2 separate regions of the Anas platyrhynchos genome follow, and region 2 is linked to region 1. The links are chromatin contacts, called in public Hi-C maps. All regions are on one chromosome and are shown on one strand. The core of a region is the stretch at or near the end of the contact, and the rest is flanking DNA. Distances in the headings are between cores, read along the strand shown. Region 1 holds the start of CDC42BPA (CDC42 binding protein kinase alpha). Region 2 overlaps CDC42BPA (CDC42 binding protein kinase alpha).

Region 1 (3,086 bases), core at 439-2,938:
AACAGCTCATTCATCAAATGCCTGCTATGTTGGGAAAATGGGCTTTTTAAGAAAATGGTGCCTTCCAGATGCAGTTATTACAAACCAGATGCGAGAAATAGTTCTGAAAGGAAACAGAAGTACAGCAAGACTTGAAGTTTGAAGGTCACATCCAGTAAGGGTTAGCATCAAGGCTCTTATGGCAGACTGCTACTTCGCTTTGCCAGCTATATGTAGAAGGAGGAAAAAGAACCAAAAGGAAAAAATAAAGCCAGCCAGTTCTGTAACAACTTCAGAAGAACTGGACTGCCGTCATTCAACCGTTCTCATTGAAAACTTATAAATACAGTGATGTTGCACTAAAACTAAGGAAGAGAATGGAATGGAGGATGGGGAGGACACCATTTCATTCTGATTTTCAACTTCATCTCCTAAAGTCAGCAATGATGCTACGTTAAAGAAAACGAAGTATTTATCCCCATTTTCACTCCAGACAACAGACCGAGGATTGCCTACTGAGCTGTTGGTCTCCAAATATCACAGAATTGGTCCCTCATCCTTCTCTATTCCCATTACCTTCAGGACACAAACCCCAACACCTGGGTATATACACTTCATGGACCAGAATCTGAACCATGCCAAAAACATAAAGTCCATTTTACACACACACCTCAAAAACAAATAACCAATAGGAACCTCTTGTCAGGACCACCAGCACCATGTTCAAGTGCAGTTCAGCTGACAACATTTCACAGGAACACACCGTTAGACTCAGTCCCCTCTCACCCATCAATGCCAAAGACAAAGCAGACACCAACACGGGCACACGCACCCAAAACAAACGCACCTATTCCAACTTACCCCATTCCAGATACTCGAGGATGTTCTTCTCTCTTCTCAGCGGGGAGTTATTGCACTCATCGTACAGGCAGATGAGGATATCCAGCAAGGTCTCCACGCTGAAGCACTGCCCGTTGCTTTGGGTCGGCCCATCCAGAATGAACTGCTCCAGCTGCTTCAGGCGCACTTCTCCAGACATGGCTGTTTCGCTTTGCATTGGGGGGTCTTTTTTAAGTATACTTCATCCAAAAAAAGAAAGAAAAAGGAAATGTCAACCGGATTTTTAATAAAATTGTGGTTGTGCTTCATTTTTAGGTCCCTTCAGCATTCCCAGCTTGAAAGTGAAGCCCAGCAAGTTTCAGACACGGATGCATAGAGCGCGTGTCTGCGTGCATCGTTGTTAAGAAGAGAAAAACCACTTAATATGGTTAGCGATGAAAAATATCTATCTGTTTCTGACACGTCAATGGTAACAGCTACCCTGAAATTCAACCACGGCTGCGTAGAGCCGATTTCACCACCCCAGCCGCCTCAGACTGAGCCGTTTGCACGCTGAGGCAGCTCTCCCCCTCCATCCAGCATTCGGGTCACGCAGGACGAGCCCGAGCGGGGTCCGACCGCATCCCTACGGCTTCGGATCCCCCGTGCAGCCCTCAGCCAGGCCTGCTGAAGGCACAGCCCCGTCCCGCGGAGCCTCGCCCTTCCTCCGCCTGCCCCCGCTGCTTACCGGGTGTCCTCCCGAGGCCTCTCAGCGCTTCAGGGCAGCCGACGGCTTCATCGCCCCCCGCTCCTCCGATGCAGCGCCAAGGGGCGGCCCCGGCACGGCGCAGGGGAGCGCTGGGCGCCCTGTCAAAGCCTCCCCATGGCCGCGGCGCCACCGCCGCCGTCCTCCCTCCCTCCCTCCCTCTCCCTGCTCTCCGCGGCTGCTGCTGCTGCTGCTGCGCGTCCCGCTGAGGCCCCGGCAGCGGCTTCACTCCCGGCGGGGCGGCGCTGCCCCGGCCTCGCTCCCCCAGGCCAAGGGCATCGTTCCCCGGGGCGGGCGTCCCCCCCTCAGCCCGGCGCCCTCCCCTCAGCCCGGCCCGGCCTCGCTCACACGCAGCAGCCGCCGCCGAGCTCGCGGCAGCCCAACATGGCGGCGCGGCTGGGGAGGGGGGAGCCGCCGCCGAGCGCCGCCGCAGCGCGGGGAGCCGAGCCCGGGAGCCGCCGCTACTGCTGGGATTGAGGGGAGGAGGCTGCCGGGGGCGGGGGGGCTGCAGCAGGGAATGCAGGGAGACGGGCGGGACCGGGACCGGCCCCGGGGAGGGGAGGCTCAGGGCAGCGCGGCCCCGCCTCGGACCCGGCCCCGGCTCCGGCTCCGGCTCCGGCTCCACACGGGGCTCGCCCCTCGCCTCGGGACGGCGGGGCGCGGGCAGGCGCTGAGGCGGGGCTCCCTCGGCCGCCTCGTGTGCTGTGGAGAAGGAAAATGGATGGGCTGTGTGTGCTTCAGGGAGGAGCAGCGCGCTGCCTGGTTGGTAAGCACGGGAATGACAGCCAAGGGCTTGGACAACGTCTTGTGGAAGGAAGAAACTCTCCTAGCAACTCATGATGAATGACAAAATGTGCAGAGAATTTGACTCCAAAAGCTTTCTACACAGAAACTCTCCACGAAATGTCTTTGGAACTGCTGAAAATATAGGTGAGCTTGTCAGAGGTAGAAGAATTAACATTAAGCTATGACGTTGGGGACAAGGCAAGGGTTTCCTTCCTATTGGCAACTGCATTGAAGACAATGATGATACTCATATTGCCGTAATTAGGAAAAGTCTTAATTCAAACCTATTTTAAAGCTTCAGCACAGCCCTTTCAGGGAGAGAGCAGGGAATGATCAGCCCTCTCCCACTGCACACCTTGGGTCTTGTCACCACAGCAAAGAACGAGGTCTTCTCCTGCACTCTACGAGTGGTGTTGGACTTGGACCTGCTTCAGGTGTTGCAGAAGGCAGAGCAGAGAGGACGCTCCACGCTTCTGCTGCATTCAGCATGCTCAATTGCCTCTTCCCAAGCATCATACATGGTGCTCCTAACCCCAGAGTTTTATCCTTATCCTCTCCTTATCTCTGGACACAAATTGGCGGCACTTTCCAGGGGATAAGAAAAGCTCTGTAGGAAAGAGCATAAATGCAGCAGCTGGGAATTGTTGGAGATGAAAAGAAACACTAACTCTGCATGTCTGGATCTGCCTGGGTGCCAGTACAAAAGCTGCAGTGAGAGCTCCACTGTCATAACGAC
Region 2 (3,086 bases), core at 155-2,654, 100 kb before region 1:
AGAGAAATATGAAGGGAAAATTGAGATATGTACAGTAATTAAAAACTGAAACCAAATCAGAATTTTTAAATCTCCTTAATGTTTGCCCATAGTATTTCTTTTTTTCCTTTTTAAACCTCTTTCCCCTCCCCCCAAATGATGTCTGATACATGCAAGATGCCTTATCACGTATCTAAACCAATTCAGCAGTACGTCTTCAAATATTAAACTCTCTCATAAATTGGAAAGGGACTTTCTGAATAGGCAGTTGGTACATTTTTACACCATGTCAAGCAAAATAATCCACATTTAATGATGACTTGTCTTCTTCCACAACTCTAAACTTTTATGAATGCTTTCACACGTAAATCTGAAAAAAGATTTACAAGCATTTTTTTTTTTAAAAAAACAACATGCAATGCAATATAACAAACTTATGTCTCTTCTTACCTTGATTTTTTTTCTAAAGAAAATATTTCTGATCAGCTACAAATACACCACGCATTAAAAACAGCTTTAGTAAATATATGTATTTTTACTTCTCTGATGCAGGCAGTCTACTAAGAGTTGTATGAGATGTGGTTTAAAAGGAATATGCACAATTGGACCCTTAATATATTTTTTTTTAACCTCTGCAATGAATTCACTGTCTTGAGATGTTATTAACTTCATGACACAGATTGGAGGTACATAATTTTATGTAACAGGAAGTTTTACACACTTCCAGAAACCCACAGAACAGCCTTCCTTCTGGGTATGTATCACATGGTTGTATTCAGAAACCAAACTTTCTATTTAGACAACAAAATTATATTGACCATATAACAACTAACGATCTAGTTTTCATTAAAACAAGTATTTCCCATTTTTGCTTTGACATGTCAAGTTAGTTATTTAGTTGAGACAGATAAAATGAGAAAGAATATTAGTAAATCAAAAAAAGACGATTACATGGTGATGAAGTCTTCAGAGAGGAGATTGATCTTTACAAAAAATATCTGGATACAAACTGTTCTCGTAGGTGCTAAACACTAGACGGAGCCATAAAAAGGAGGGGGAAGGAAAACATGAATGAAGGGGAAAAATGAAAGCCGTCTATAAAAAGCAATCTTATCCTTTTGATAGTTTCAACTTGTTATTTTTCCCTTCATTTATTAGAACTGAAGACAGAAGACTTTATAAACATAAAATCATTATTTAACAGAAATATTAAAAAACCCACCACTTGACTGGCATTGGGATAGTCTCAAACCTTCTGCCTTACTGCCTTATAAAAAATCACATAAAAGTACTATATTTGTTTCACTCTGCCACATGCCAAGCAGATGAAGGAAATTAATGCTGAGACACAAATACTCTCAAGTCACTGCTTTTCCCAGGCTTGTTCCTCCTTGGAGGCGTGAGCTCAGCAGCACATGATTCCTTTCAGCATTCTTCCAAAGCCACAAGCCACACCCAATGGCTATGATTCTTTTGCACTTAAATAGTTGTGTTTGCAAAGACACTTTCGCTCTTAAGGAGGAACGCAATTTTCCAGATATGGATATTATTAAAATCTCATGCAAAAATACAGCAGAATCCTGCCTGGATGGTGTGCAAATTTCACTTAAGCACTTGCGAATTCAAAAACTCAGCAATAGCCCTACCACATACTGAGTACTCACCACTGGATGATCTCAGTGATTTGGGCCTCCCAGTGGGCCACAGACTCCTTTTTATCAGCTAGGTCTCTCATCTCTTCTTCCAGCTGCCGGTTATTCATACTCAGCCTCTCAAACATGGTGGTGAGCTGAATGAGAAATTTAGGAACTTGTTAAATGTATAAGCTACTGTGACTCCATCACATTACAAACTCGGAGCCATGTGTTCCCTCTCCCATTTCATACATCTGCTTTAAAAATATTTAATGCCCATTACAATGAACACCATGCAACAATAAAAGCCAGAATAGTTTCTCTGGTATGACCTCAACTGTACTGAAAGGTCTGTTTAAGAACTGAAACTTCATTTTTGCTCTAACAAACACATTAGTTTCCAGGGAATTACTCTCCAAAAACCCATACAACTCTAAGACAGTTTCTGTTTTGCACCATATAGATCGGGAATACTCTCTATATGAAAAAGCCAAACAAGGGCACAAAAATAGTTACAGCCGAGATAAAGCTGCTCTCTCTCTCTCTCTCATTTAGTAACCATGGAGAATGAGAGGCTTAACAGATACAACCACAAGTCAGTCCTGAGGTTCTCGAGGTATTTTACATTCCTTTATTTTTCATTGCACTCACTTGCAGACATGGAAATTGAAATAAAATGCAAATCTCTACGTACAAAATGGAATACCTAGCTATTAACCTTACTCACACTTACACAGCTGTCACTCATACATGCACCTTCTGCAAGACAAAAGCCACAGCTAATCTGATTGGGTATGGGGAACTAAACCTTCATTATGCTAAATAATTATTCACAAAATCAAACTGGAACCAGACATCAGATTGACTTTATAGAAAGGCCTGCTGAGGAGAATGAATCTCACATAAAAGGTTTCTTTTAGCACTGAAATACATTAACAAAAATCGTGAAGAAATAACATTTTTTAATCTATGCTGCTCTTTTATGCTCCTAATATTACTCTGCTGCATATTTACCATTCAGTGGACTTACGATTTAAATATGCCAGTTGTTTAAATGCCATTTTACAAGACAAATACAAAGCTAACCAAATTTAAAGAAAAAAAGAACATGCAAAAAGACTATCAAAATGACTAGTCTCTTGCTGTTCTTTGACTAGACCTACATATAGGCATATATGTTACACTGCTTACACTGGTATTAAAATACACTTTAATTTGAACACTGACATGCAAACATCCTTGCTTTGAAGAACACTGTACTTTCATCGTATTTTTAGATTTTTTTTTTGCATTAAAGAAAGAACAGACAAGTTTAGCAAGACTTGACTCATCCAAAATGAACTTGAAAAACCTCTCAAAATGAACAAGAGGTAACCAAAATGTATGAAACATAAATATTTATATATGAAACATAAATATTCCTTGCTCAATAGTCTTCAATTAAATTGTCTTATCCTTTGTATTTTTTTAAAA

What was found. Hi-C and Micro-C count contacts between places; a contact is called where the count stands out from the background.
Region 2: a contact with region 1 is called in a Hi-C map of subcutaneous adipose tissue, with 4 times the contacts expected there. The contact joins the enhancer-like site here to the promoter of CDC42BPA in region 1. A contact is called at or near these places in 4 of 8 Hi-C or Micro-C datasets (F1 follicle, liver, skeletal muscle and 1 more).

Annotation. Positions count from the first base shown.
Region 1 is chr3:19,725,794-19,728,879 of IASCAAS_PekinDuck_T2T, reverse strand. CDC42BPA (CDC42 binding protein kinase alpha) reads right to left here and starts at 1,688. Exons shown (of 37, transcript XM_072035491.1): 1 at 1,547-1,688; 2 at 841-1,058. The coding sequence starts at 1,036.
Region 2 is chr3:19,825,024-19,828,109 of IASCAAS_PekinDuck_T2T, reverse strand. CDC42BPA (CDC42 binding protein kinase alpha) reads right to left here. Exons shown (of 37, transcript XM_072035491.1): 17 at 1,644-1,768. Among named protein-coding and RNA genes, the nearest start is that of COQ8A, 88 kb to the left of the region's middle. Within about 2 kb of position 1,404, at least 3 of the 8 cell types and tissues checked have an H3K27ac peak or open chromatin away from gene starts, as enhancers often do. A contact at or near this core is called in subcutaneous adipose tissue, where this site is marked.